2 separate regions of the Rattus norvegicus genome follow, and region 2 is linked to region 1. A link is a contact called in public Hi-C data. All regions are on one chromosome and are shown on one strand. The core of a region is the stretch at or near the end of the contact, and the rest is flanking DNA. Distances in the headings are between cores, read along the strand shown.

Evidence for each region. A called contact is a pair of places that touch in the nucleus more often than the background predicts.
Region 2: a Hi-C map of kidney shows a contact between it and region 1, with 3 times the contacts expected there. The contact joins the promoter of Itpr1 here to the enhancer-like site in region 1. A contact is called at or near these places in 6 of 12 Hi-C or Micro-C datasets (the A7r5 cell line, the Rat2 cell line, Schwann cells and 2 more).

What each region holds. Positions count from the first base shown.
Region 1 is chr4:142,627,221-142,634,059 of GRCr8, forward strand. No RefSeq gene overlaps it. Among named protein-coding and RNA genes, the nearest start is that of Setmar, 29 kb to the left of the region's middle. Within about 2 kb of position 2,886, at least 3 of the 93 cell types and tissues checked have an H3K27ac peak or open chromatin away from gene starts, as enhancers often do. A contact at or near this core is called in kidney, where this site is marked.
Region 2 is chr4:142,740,024-142,746,862 of GRCr8, forward strand. Itpr1 (inositol 1,4,5-trisphosphate receptor, type 1) reads left to right here and starts at 3,417. Exons shown (of 62, transcript NM_001007235.2): 1 at 3,417-3,568; 2 at 4,418-4,487.

The sequences.
Region 1 (6,839 bases), core at 1,636-4,135:
ATACACTTGAGCCTGGCACAGATGAGCTGACAATGTATTCGGTGGTCGCCTTACTTCCAGCAAGATGACCCTTTCCCGTATAGCCACCCTTCTTCTACTTCACCTCTAAGACAAATTCACGTCTTTCTTGAGAGTCATCTAATCATTTGTAAAATAAATAAATAAATAAATAAATAAATAAATAAATAAATAAATAAATAAATAAAACCTAAGTGGTAAATTCGGCAGGAAGGGGAAAGATGGGCGCAAAACTGTGTCTTTCCAAAAATGCCGTGGTCTTAAACTTGGATGTCTCATTAACCCATTGGAGGAACTGAGATGAGGCAAAGCAGAGATATTCTGAGTTGGGACTGGACTTAAGGCAAGTCAAGGGTCTTTGCATAAATCACCCTGCACTACTTTAACAGCCCTGCCTGGCTTCTATGTCGGCTACAAATACATTCACTTAATTTTCAAACCTTAAATGGGCTGGTGAGCTCAGTCAAAAGTCAGATCTAACAAGTGGTGGGACCAGATTAAAATTATTGAATTGGACAGCCAGAAGCTCATGTTCTCAACCACAAATCCATTCACCCACCTCCCACCTGGCTGTTTCTCCCTTTAGGGCTTATGCTTGACCTCAAAAATCTCTCAGACTCCATCCATAATTCCTGTCACCAAATGCACAATAAAATCACAGATCCAATACTACAGTAGCGACAAAAAACAATAAAGCCCTGATCCTACCTCATCCCACAGCCGCCCCAGGGTGCCTTGCAGACACTTACAGTTTCTTTTATGCCTCTTGGGAATAATGACCCAAAACAACTAGTTCCTCCCACCACTGTGCTCCAGATCAAACTAGATCATGGGCATTAAGCACTCAGTACAATGCTGAGCACCTAGGAAGCGCCTGAAATTGCTGGCTGGGAAGCAAACTTGAGGAGGTGGAGTAATCACAAGCCAGAGCACCGAGAAGTCAAACCTCAGCAGGGACGAACAAAGTGGGTGCTTCAGACAGCAATGGCCTGGCCCCTCTCACTGGCTTTGTAATACAGCCATCTCCTAAAGAGAAGACATAAAGGACACACAAGGTCCCAGACCACTGTCCCCTCGAATGAAGGCTTCCATATTGAGGATTCTCGTTTGACATGCACGAATACATGGGGAACACTATCGAAGTCTGACATTAGACTGATTCCCAGCCATTAGACTTGTCCACACACCAAAGTATTTTTCAAAGGCTATGTGGAAAACATGACATCCCATGGCAATTTAAACCATTCTTAGAGTAATCTGAGCTCAGTTCTTGCAGGTTGTCCTCAGAGGGGCTGGAGAAGGGAGGGCCATGCTCTTCAAAGACAAAGACAGTTAGTTACTCTGGGACCTTGCTTTTCTCCTAGATAATTCACTCTCAAAGTTCTCACTCCTAGACATGACAGAGTACTCAAAAGAAGTTATATAACACGAAGTCTCTCGAAAATTCTACAGTACATTCATGTGATACTAGGAATTAATAATAATAATAATAATAATAATAATAATTTAATAATGCTGGAAACAGTGCTGACTCACTGACCCCCGATGATGCTGGAGATCCTCAGAGCCCCACAGTACATGCTGAGCTAGAAAGAACTGTACCCTGTGAGTCCTTTCTGCCAACCCCTAATTGTTCCCTTGGAAATCATCTTAATCTTTAAATGTGGGAGTTGATGAAGTTAGAACGGAGATCCTGGACCTGTAATCACAGAGAAAAGGATGAGTTTAAATCATGATCCTGAACTAAACCAAAATCAAATCAGCTCACAGAAAGTTTCACCGGCTGACCAAGATCTCGCCAACCAGCGCGCTGCCTTCCCTTTTCTGCTCTTTGCTAAATTGCTATGCTCATGAGTAACTTCTCTTTTAATTGAGATGCTGAGGAGCAAACTAAGGGCCTTGGACATGCCAGGTTAGCACTCTGCCGGTGAATTACAAGGCCAGCCTCCCAAGAGGCACTTTGATCGTGAGGTAGGTTAAATAGGATGAGCTTCGGAATTACAGACAACAGCAAAGACCAGATGCAACTTTCCTTTCGTATATACACTTTGTGGAGCAGACAGACCATGTAGTACAGAAGGGATATTTGCAAAGTCAGAGGTCTGGAATACAAGTTGTTAATTAATGGGGATCTGAGTCGCATTTTCATGTAGCCTTAGTTCATTTTTCTCTTCGTCTATAAATATAACTATAGCTGACCAGTCCTACCTGATGGTATCTATCTCTTCCTCTGCTTTATTTTTTAATGTGTGTGTATGTGGAGGGAGTGTGTGTTTGTGTGTGTGTGTAGTATACATGTATGAGCACACATAGGCCACAGCATACCTGTGGAAGTCAGAAAACACTTTGCAGGAGTCAGTTCCCTTCTTCCACAATATGGATCCCCAGTCAAACTTCGGTCATCATGCTTGGCAGCAAGTGACCTTACTTACTGAGCCCCTCCTCTGCTTTTAATAACACATTCATAACAGAACTGAGGACCTAGGAAACCATGATGAGCTTGACACTCCCTCTCCATAATTCCCATAGGTAGGCATTATCACCAAATATATTTTACCTTAAGGAATGTTACCTGCCTAAAGGTGGCTCAGGGAAGTAGATAGGAACAGAGGGACATGACCCCCAATGAACTCCTTCAACATGATGCTGAAGACAATTACTGAAGGATAGAGACTCAAGACAAATTTTCCTGTGTCACTTAAAGATAGATAAGATTTTATTTGGCAAGTGTTTAAAGGAAACAGACTTGTAGACTGAGAAAACAAACATCAGGCATGAACAAAATGCAGGCAAACCTTATCAGCTCCTGAGGACGGCCTCATCTCTCTTCCTCTGGCAGCCGTTTAACTGGTTTCACTTTTCTCCTAGGTTGATTCTGAGCTTCGAATAGCACTTTGCCGAGATGCCAAACTGACATGCTAGAAGTCACACTGATAGCTTCCATTCCCCTCAGCAGATAAAGCACAGTTTGTCAAGCAGGGTCTAGATTCAGGCCAGGAGAGCAATTCTATCTGACCTTCAATTATTCTGAAATTCCAAAGACCCAATGAACCAGCCTTCTCGTGATGAAGGCTTTGGGGTCAATGACCATTTGGGGACAGGTTAGAATCTGAAGGTGGCCATTTCTATCCCTTGCTGTTAATCCCTTGGACTTTCTGAACTCAAGTAGGGCAAGTTTCAAAATCCAGCATTTCTTACTTCATAGCCTACCTAAATATCATCTGTAATGATTTTGCTTAATCAAAAAAATTAATTAAACTCTGGCTCTGATGCTCTAAACAGTGGGGGAAAGGAGCTCTGGCTAGCTGCCAAGGTTTCATCCCAGGCTCTCAGAGTTAATAATTTCCATGGTGTTTTAAGCATGAGAACACCAAAGGCCAGATTCTGACAAACCTGTGGAACTAACGTCTGTTCTGAGGACTTTGTATTGCAAGAAGCAAGTTTCAACCAATAAAAATGAAGCCATCAGTCAGGAACCTGACATTTGTGGCCCTACCTGGTATTAGCCGGAAAACTTAGTGATGAGGGCTGAAGGGAATGAAAATGTGTTGTCAGTGTGCCTAGCAATCACACAATTCTGGGAAATCACCCTAGGCGTGATGGGGTGGGGATGGAGTTATGGAACTTTCCAAGGGACTTCTGGGTAAAATGAGGTCCCTAGGAAGCTGCAGCTCCTTTCTCTCATACACACTCCTTGTGTACTTCTGCAGGATCATTCTTCCTCCCATGTATACTGCACTCCATCAAGTAAATTTTTCACTGTGTGCATTTTAACCATTTTTTAGATTTACTTGGTTTTGTAATGTGTAGAGTTTTACCTTCCTGTGTGTCTGCATCACAAGAATGCCTAGCCTCCACAGGTACCAGAAGATGTCAGATCCTCTGGAACTGGAGTTACAGGTGACTGTGAGCGGCCATGCCAGTGCCAGGAACCAAACACAGATCCTCTGCAAGAGCATGGCACAGACCTATAACCTTAGGACTCAGGGCCAGAGGATATAGAATTGTAGGTCATCTTAGGCCACGCATCAGGCGGGAAGCGAAGGTATCAGCAGGTACAGGTGCTTGCTGCCAACCATTACTACCTGAGTTTGAGCACCAGGACACACAGCAGAAGATTCCCACACATGACCTCCATGTGTGTTGTGGCACATAAACACACACAAGCATAAAACGTAATAAGAAATGTTATTTTAAATGCAAATATCGACTTCTTCCCTAGCACTGTACAATTTAGCAGTTCCAGAATGATCTTTCACCCTCTTTAGAATGGACCTCACTTACACAAAGTCTGCTCCACCTGTGACATTTTGGGTTTGCTATTGTTTTGGGTGCCTCCCCCACTCCTACTCCCACTATACTTCCTTTTCCGGATAGCTAGCCTATAGGTGAGTCCTTCTGTGTTAAGATAAAGGCCCACGGAAAGGAGGAAGAAGGAAACATCTACATATAACATAATTTCAAAATAAAAAAAATTAAATAAGAATCCCTCTACAGTGCCTCATAAAATTCCTGCCATTTTGGAACAGAAAGCAAACGATGATTGTTTCCAAAATATCCCCTGTCCTACATCAGCTATAGATTTAACTGCATGGAAAAATTTCTAAGTGCAACTGGAGAACTGAAGATAAAGATGATTTCTTTAGTAAAGCTGATCACCAGAGAGTGAGAACACTGGGATTCCCATGATTGGAGAAAATATTTTACGTCAGCATTCAGTTATCAGGGAGGCCACGGAAACAGAAGCGGCCACTCTGACGCTATTTTGAACCCACCATTTCACCACACCCATGCCCTAATCAACACCTCTTGAAAGAAATAGTACCTTTTATTTCACATTTTTTTTTCCTGAAGAGCAATGGACAACTGAAATGTTTTATCCAAGAGAAGTGGGAGCCTGGAGGGGAAAAAAGAAATCTGCATTGCTACTGAGTTGTGCTCCATTTTAAATTATAGGCTTCGCCTGTGAGTTTGCAACCAATTTGCAATTCAATATGCTACAAGAAGGAAGTGTCACTCTTGGTTGCCACCCTCATCTCCCAACACCTCTGGTTCCCTTCTAATCATGTTTTCTAAGGCCTTGGGAAAGATGAAATGCCCCCTTCCCACTCAACAAGTATATACAACACACCCTTAAAATAAAGCATCATTATCAGGAATTCGTGGCCAAAACTGACTGAAAAACACACCCCAAAATCCTTCTACGCATCAGTGGAGACAAGGGACAAAAACTGTTAGAAAGCAACCCAAAATAAGGGCGACTGAAGGGGAAAATAGATAAACAAACTAGTTTTCCATGCTGGAACTGCTCCCCCAGACAATCTGTCTGCCCCAGTATTTATTTAATGCAAACATGACCAAGTGATCAAAAAGCAGAAGTATAGGGTGGGAAGTTGAATTGGGCTCTGTAGGAGTTGCAATAAAATCTGAAATAAGCAGGCATGAACTTCCTTTCAATACAAGAGAAAAACCTTATCAATCAATTTAGGAAGGCCTTCAGAAAATAAAAATAAAACAACTAAAAGTCCTTTGGAAGTGCCCTTCCTTAATGCAATGAGTGGTTTAGTTAGAAGCTTAGGAAACTGTTATGTTCCCTACTATGTTAAGCTCTCCTGGGAGCAGAAAATGCAGCTAAGAAACTATAAGGACACTGCTTCATAAACAACTGAGGAGGAGTCCAGTCTCCGGATCCAAGTTTGACTTTTGATGGAAATGGTCTCCACTAGAAGCACAAGTCTTTAAGGTCTCACATCCTAAAGGGAGAGAGATGTCAGGGGGTAAAGGGACAAGAGACTGAAGAGTCCTGGTTTCCTGAAGACGCCTATTTTTACAAGTGCTGCTGTGAGAGTTTCCTAAGTAATCTGCCTCTATGTGCGATGTGTGTGTGTGTATGTGTGTGTGTGTATGTGTGTGTCTATGTGCCTGTGTATGTCTGTGTGCATGCTTATATGTATGTGTTTGTGTGTGTATACATGTGGTTTTGTCAGAGATAAAGCCCTTCAGTCTGAATCCCAGGCACAAGTGTTGAACTACTAACCTCACAGCTGGTAGCTCTATTTGTGAAAAATTGCAGAAATTTTTGAAGGTAGGACTTAGCTGAGGAATTAGGTCAGAAGGGGTGTTTCTGCAAAGGTTATACCTGGGGTCTCATCTCTTTCTGCTTCCTGTCCTCCATAATGTAAGCAGCCTCCTCTTCCACATGCTTCTGCCGCCATGATGTACCTCAACCCAAGCCCCAGCCTCAGCAGGAAGGTCCAAGGACAAGACAAGCAAGTCACATACGCGGAGGACATTTACGGTACGGGAATACAAAGCTGTTACTGTTACAGCCTGCCTTCTCACATGTCAGTCTGTAATATTAGGAGAGTATGTTGTAGTAACCTACATATGTGGTTCTTAAATCCTTGAACATGCCTAAAAATGAAGTTCGAAGGACTGCCCAAAACCACTCAAGAATGTTTATGATTCATAACATTAATTAACAGGGAAAGAGACCAAAATATATGCGCTATAATGTAATGCTGTAAAACACATACAGGTGGTATGCGCACTCTCACACAGGTGTGCGCTAATAAGTAAAAACAAAAACTGCATAGGAGTGATGGTGACGTTAAAAATAAAAACCTTATTTCCGACAGAAGCCTTGTTTGTTTGTTATTTTTGAGTGGGATTAATCATCACATAGAAGTTTTTAGAGAAATGGTTTATATTCACAAAGTGATCATAAATGTGTCTATATGTACAAGCAACATGACTATAAAGAGATTGGACACAGCCACAGCTACTGTCAGACATGGTGGGACATGACCATAACCCCAGTA
Region 2 (6,839 bases), core at 2,167-4,666, 110 kb after region 1:
ACTGCAAAGTCCTCTGACTTCCCCGAGTGGGCATTTCAAGGGTAAAGTTGCCCACGGGTACTTTTATGACAGATTATCATTTCTTTTTACTGGGCACATGTATGGTATGTGTTTATGTACACGTGTTTGCATATGTATAGGGATATTTCTTCATGGCACATATGTATGGGCAAGCATGTCAAGACCCAAAGGTGATACTGTGCATCTTCTGTCATGTTCCTTTTTATTTAGTAGGCCAGGCTTCTCACTGAACCCCAAAACTCACCAATACCAGGTAATCTAGCTAGCCAAAATGTCCTCGAGATCTGAGGCCTCTGGAGTGATGGAATTACAGGTCACCGTACCTGACAGGCTTTTGTCTGTGTTTCACACATAGAACTCTGGTCTTCATGCTTGAGGGTAAGGGTTTCAACCATTGATCTATCTGCGTAGCCCTGATCCTCATCACTTCCCATTGTTATCTTAAGAATCTGAGTCTCAGTTTTCTGAATTAGCACCATCCAATAGAATATAACAGGAGCTGCAGATTAAATTTTTAGTCAATTTAAAAAGTAAAAACCAGGAAAAAACATTTCAAGGGTGTGATCCAACATATCCGAAGCCTTGCGTTTGAAGTTTAGGTGTTTGAAACTGTGTATTTTATAAGTACTTCACATCTTTAGAAACAGCTGCATCTTCGGTGCCGAGATGACTGATAGCTACTGGATTGCAGATGCAGGTCTAGGAAAATTCTTCCCAAAAAAATTATGACAGAGAAGCACAGCTCACCCCCATACATCCTTTTGCTGGCTCATAAAGGAGTGTAAGCCACTCGTTCTAGCATTCATCACTGTTAGCATCGCCACACATCAACTGTCCGTCACAAACAATCACTTTGGGCCGTAGTAGAATTAGCAAAAGTACTTTGTTGTGATCTGGCAGCTTCCAGAACTTGCCAGATGTTGAGCAGCACTATCTGCACACCTGACAAAGAAAACTGACCTTGGCCGCTAAAAGGCTCAACTGCTCAGAAAGATATGCCTCTGTTGCCTTCTGTATGCTCAACACACCTTCCATTACAAGGTTGCAGGAAACTTTCTTTCCAGATCTACAAAAATGTGCAGAGAGAAGAGTAAGCCTCTTTGAGTCAAGAGGACTAGAGTTTACAAATGTAAGACCTGATCTCACTGAAACTTGCCATTGGGCAGGGAAGACCATGGATAAACTAGACAAAGGGCTTATGTTTACACTGTGGTGAGGATGAAAATGAGCTACCTGTACCTCTCAACTATGACCAAGTATTCTTTTGGAAATGCACATTAGAAGATCATGAAGCAATCCCCCTCCTCCTTCCCCAGTTATATCATCGTGGGCTGATTTGTTGAAATTGCTTGAAAGTTAGTTAAAGGGCCTTGGAAAGTGGGAACTGTTTGTTTTTATCTGGGACAGGAGAAACAACAGATATGAAAGGTGTGGATTCCTCTGTTGTAGCAAGGTGGGGATTTTCCTGAGGACAAAGGAGGGCAGGCAGCTTGAAGCATCAGACACTAGACTCCCAAGATTGCCATCGGTGCCTTTTGGAAATAACCCTGCATGCTTTAGCTTCCCATGGGCTATTGATGAAATGATCTACTTAGAGAGCTTAGAAACAATGCCTGGGACACAACACACACCCATGAAATGTCCATAATTGTTAGTTTGAGCACCAAATATGCCAATAATTCTTAGCTCTTTTGCCCTCTATTGTTCTTAAAGTTTCACGAGACTTTAGGCAAGGCTGTTGAATCATGCAAAGGAAAAAAGAACAGGCGTATCCTAATGAGTATCAAATCCCTCTCTAGATGGCAAAACTGGGGTACAGAGATGACAGTGGTTTGCCGAAGGGCTTATAGGCTGCTCCTGAAATGGAAGGAGGGGGTCCTTTAAGGAAGGGGTGATGGAGGTCCTGAAGGGCAAGTCCTCGGTATAGGTACAGGTTGGAGTTGCAATGGAGACCGGAAGTTAACCTGGTTTCTACTGCGCAGAGATAACAAACCCAGAATCGGTAAAACACAATAGCATGATGTACAGAAAGAGGACATGGGCTGAGCTCTGTAGAACCATTTGTTTTCATAACAAGGACTGCTGTTAGTAGGTCTTTAGCGGTAGCAGACAGACCCCATTTAGGATGTTATGATATACTTTGGCGCACTCTCATATCCTGGCACCATGCCTGGCCTGGCACCCAGATGACACCGGGGAACGTTTGTGGAATGAATACTTGCAGTCTGGTTTGGGCGGGGTGGGGGGTGGGAGGTGGGATGCGGAGGGAGACAGTGGGATAACTTTGCCTGCGATTCAAACTCTTCTTTCAAAAGCCAAAGTTCTAAGCACTTTGCAGGCTGGAGCCTACACTTATTTGTGGTGTGTTGAAACCCATTTCAGCCCAGAGGCTTGGGTTGAAGACTTGCAGCACACCTCGCCTGGACGCACACATCTTAGTATAGCCGCTTTCTCTGAAGCCCTTATTTTTCTGGTTTGCGGTTTATTTACTTGAGCATTTACAGATTCCAGGAGCAAAGGGGTCCTAGAAGCGGGGTCAGGACCAGGTCGCGGTTTGTATTTCTTTCCTGCTTCGCGATCACAACATCAGCCAAGTCACAACATGGTTCCTTTATTTGCTCACTCGAAAGGGTTGCGTTCCTTTTACCTCCCACCGGGCGACGAAAGACAGACACAGCTCGGATTCAGAAAAGGGCTTTCACACGATTACCCCGCATCCTCGATAGCAGGGACCACCTCATTGCCAGACTTTTCATGCAGACACTAGCAGGATCCAATAAAGAACTGGAACAGATTTAATAAAGACAAACTTGCTTCTTTAATCCTTGACCGCAAAACACTGGCGTTTTTGTGCCTCGGATTTCTGAAATTCTTGGCTCCAGGACACAGGACGCGCGGGGGTGGGTAAACAGCTTGTAAAAACTTCCCAAAGTAGTAATCCGAGCTCTTCCTCTCTCTCTGGCCCCTAGTGACACCTGACTTTAGAAAAGGGACAGTCAAAAGAGAAGGGTTCACAGGGGTAAGGGACACCCTGTGGATCGGGCTTGCCAAACCTGGGGAGTTCGCTGCTTAGACACAGGTTCGCAGCCCCAGCCTTCCCGCTCGGCGCCCCTCCCCCGACCCTGGTCAGTGCGCGGGAGTCTATTTAGAACCCAGCCCCAGAGCCCAGGGCATTCTGGGACTTGTAGTCCTTCTGCGCAGCCCCAGGCGCCGGCAGGACCTGGGAATCGGACTACATTGCCCAGGGAGCTTCCGGGCCTATATAAGCGGCCGGGAGCTGCTTCAAAGTGCAGTAACCATGTGGATGTTCTGCTGAAGCGTTTCCTCAAGCCTGCCGGGGTGGGAGGAGAGGAGGAGGAGGTGGTGGTGGAGGAGGTGGAGGCAGGGGGTGGAGAGAGAGAAAGCGCACGCCGAGAGGAGGTGTGGGTGTTCCGCTCCCATCCTAACGGAACGAGCTCCCTCTTCGCGGACATGGGATTGCCCAGCGGCTGCTAACCCCTGTCCTGGTCCTGATCCCTCAAACCGGCGTGGCTCCCCGGTCACCAAGGTAGCTGCTGGGGCCGGGCAGAGGGCTCGGGGAGTTGGCACTGGCTCCCGTGCGCTGAAGTTTTTGCCCTGATCACTGGGAGTTCTTGGTGGCTTTGCATGCACTTATGCACTTGGCGTGTATTTTGGGGCTTCTTTCCCTGCGAGCAGTTTTGGGAGGCGGTCTGATTTTTTTTTTCAGGCTTAAGTAACCCCAAATGTCCTCGACTCTAGTGACCGGCTTCAACCTCCTTCCCCGTACTGAAATGGCATTCCCCCAAGTTGGAAACGGCTGGAGTGTTTGCAGGAAATAGTTTTCCCCCCTGGGGGGGTATTTGAGGGGGTGTCATATGAGTTTGCTCAAGGAAATAATCTTTCTAAAAATGTAGCTAGCCCTGTTGCGCTGCTTGGCTGGTAGGATAATGCATGCGTGGGGGCCCCCGTGGGTTTAAAAAAAAAGGAAGAAAACCGGAGGAAGCAGGGGCGGGAGCGATGAGAGAAGTGTGGACGGAGCTCGTGCCCAATGAGGACGCGGGTTTCACATACTTGGCCTCCACGCGGGGAAACAAGTGCTTTGGGATCTCAACACTTCCTTTCGTCCACAGTCTCTTCCCCCCACCCCCCCATCGTATTCGAAGTTTCTGCGTGCCTGATCTTTCTGGTCAGCTCCGGACGGGAAATAAGCATGCTGGGGTTGCTTTTATCTGGGGGCAAGAGATCCCTCCAACTTGACTGCTAAATTTGGAGGTGGGGAGTGGGATCTGCAGGAAAAGCGAACGGAGACTAAAAAAGTCGAAACCTGTCTTTGGGAACATTCTGATAGACCGTCGCAAGATCCCATACTCAGTCTTCTTTCTTTGTAAATATTTAGGAGCTGACTACAAAGGATTTGCATCCTTGGCTGGGAGTCCATTGGCTACAGAGTGCCTGACCTGGGTCAGGTGAGTGTGGGAGCTGAGTTCTGTAGTCAAGAATGTTTGTTTGTTTGTTTGTTTGTTTTGTCCTAAGCATTTTGTAACTCCGCTTGTAACGTACATAGAGGTAGAGTAGGGAAGAGAAAGAAACTGTGGTCAAAATTGGTCATGGTCTTGAGTAAAGATCCAGTGACAGCTACTTTTGAAGGTTGCTTAGAATCGAAGCATGGGGGTAAAGGGGTGGTGGGTAAGCAACAGCAACAAGCAGTAAATTGCGGTAGATTGTAAAGTGGGTGGTCCCTTACCAGCCTGAAAGGCACCCTCATTATTTAGACTCCCAAAGATGCAGAACTTTTCGTTTGCCAAGATCCCTAAGCAAAAGTGAGATACTCCTCCCTTTCACAAACTGTCACTTGGTTCTGTTCTGTCGTGGGCTTTCACCACGTAACCAGAGTGGGCTGGGTTGCAAGAAATGAAAGCGACAAATTGAAAGAATGAGAACTTAACAGGAAGTAAGAGCTTAAAGAATACCACTGTAGCTTCCAGGATTTCACAGGAGCCACCTGCATATCAAGGAACCCAGCGTGCTTCTCTTGCTTTGGTACCTGTTCCCGGATGAGGGGCTGAGGGCAGTGTTTCTGTCAATATAATGACATTTATCACAGCCCATTCCTAGAAAATAAAGCCTCTCTCTGTAGGTACACAGACGCCCCTATGGTTTCAGGTTTGTCTATCAAGTTTTTTCTTCTAAAATGTCTGGTAATTGAGTAAACAACAGGTTAATAGGAGTGGGGAGCTGTGGGCAGCTGGTCCTTGGTAACTTCTTTAATGTCCTAAATATTTAGCTGTTCCCTGGGCTACAATCTTTGGGCTTTTCTAATTAGTGAATGAAAGCCAGATACTTCATTATGGTAGCACAGTGCTTTTGTTTCCTGTTGATAAGGTCCTCAGGAGTACTGGTGGAGTGGGAAACATTTGGATGGGAAGGCTAGTTCTCCTATGGACTAATGTCTGTGTTGATCAAAGAGGGGTCAGTCTTCTCTTTGAAGTATGCTACAGACACCGTTAACTGGTCCACAGACTCTTCTCTATCTTTTGCCTAAAAATAATGAGGCTGTCCCATTAGGTTAGAGCAAGCCAGGTGCAAAGCTGTATATCACAGAAGACCTTAGATACGGGTGAAGAAACCGAGATTCAGAATGAAGTCACTGGGCAGCCCAGGCAGTAATGTGTACCACTTGTGCTTAAGTTTATGGGGAGAGAGAGAGAGAGATGCTAGGAAAAATAGTGAACCCATTGCTCTTAATGCCTTAACTCTGATTTATGTCTCACCAACAATGTACCAGCTATTTAGTTTGATGTAAGAAGGAAATGATACAGCCCTTGGCAGGGATAAAAGAATGTAGTTATTTGTAGGAGGATTTAATGTTGGGCTGAATTCATGTTAGAAAAGCTCTGTGTGTGTGTGTGTGTGTGTGTGTGTGTGTGTGTGTGTGTGTGTGTGTGTGTGTGTGTTTTGAAAGCTTGAATCAGGACAGTTAAGAAGGAAAACCAGAGGAAACCCAGTGTCTACGTGCAGTGTTAGTCCTGGCTCATAGTTGGAGTAGCTTTTGGTCATTCCCATCAAGGCACCTGAGCAGGTTGAAAGAGTCAGGTGTGTCTCTAGCTGAATAATTGGAAATCTTAAACTGCTTCAGTTCAACCTGTGGAATGTTGGTAGCTTGTCCTGTGGTCTCTGGTTTGCCTGGTTGCTAGTTGTATGCAGTGTTTTTCTTCTCCATTTCTTCTTCAGTCATGTGGATGTATGCATGTTATGAGTATACATTGAACGTATAATTTGCTCCTTGACTACATCAATTCGAAACAGAAAATCCCATCAAGATTTCCTTCTATCCGAGCAGGGCAAGTTCTTTATGTTCCGAAAGACTCACTCTGGCCTCTCCATCGAGGCCCATGAAAGTCACCGAGGTGCTATCACCCATTCAAACATGGCTCCTTTTGCCAGCCTTCCTTGAAGAATATGAGGCGAGGGGTGGCTTAGAAGAGAAATAGGTTAATGCCACAAGAACGATCTATTGACTTTGCCCTCCAAGTGTTTTCAGCTGCAAAAGCACTAGACTGTGGAGGTGGGGGGCAAGAGTGGGACGCCCTGGAACTAATTCAATGGTGTGCAAGGAATGGACTTGAGAAAAATTCACATGGCTTTTTAGCTCATAATGATCTCATGGAGTTTCTGTTGACTTTTTTTTTTTTAATACAAGCAGCTTTTTTAAAAACAGACCAAATGAAACAACAGATACCAAATATGAACAACAGACCCCCCCCCCAAAAAAAAATCTACCAAAATAAAAGCAGGCCTGGAGTTAGGTTTCTAGGTCA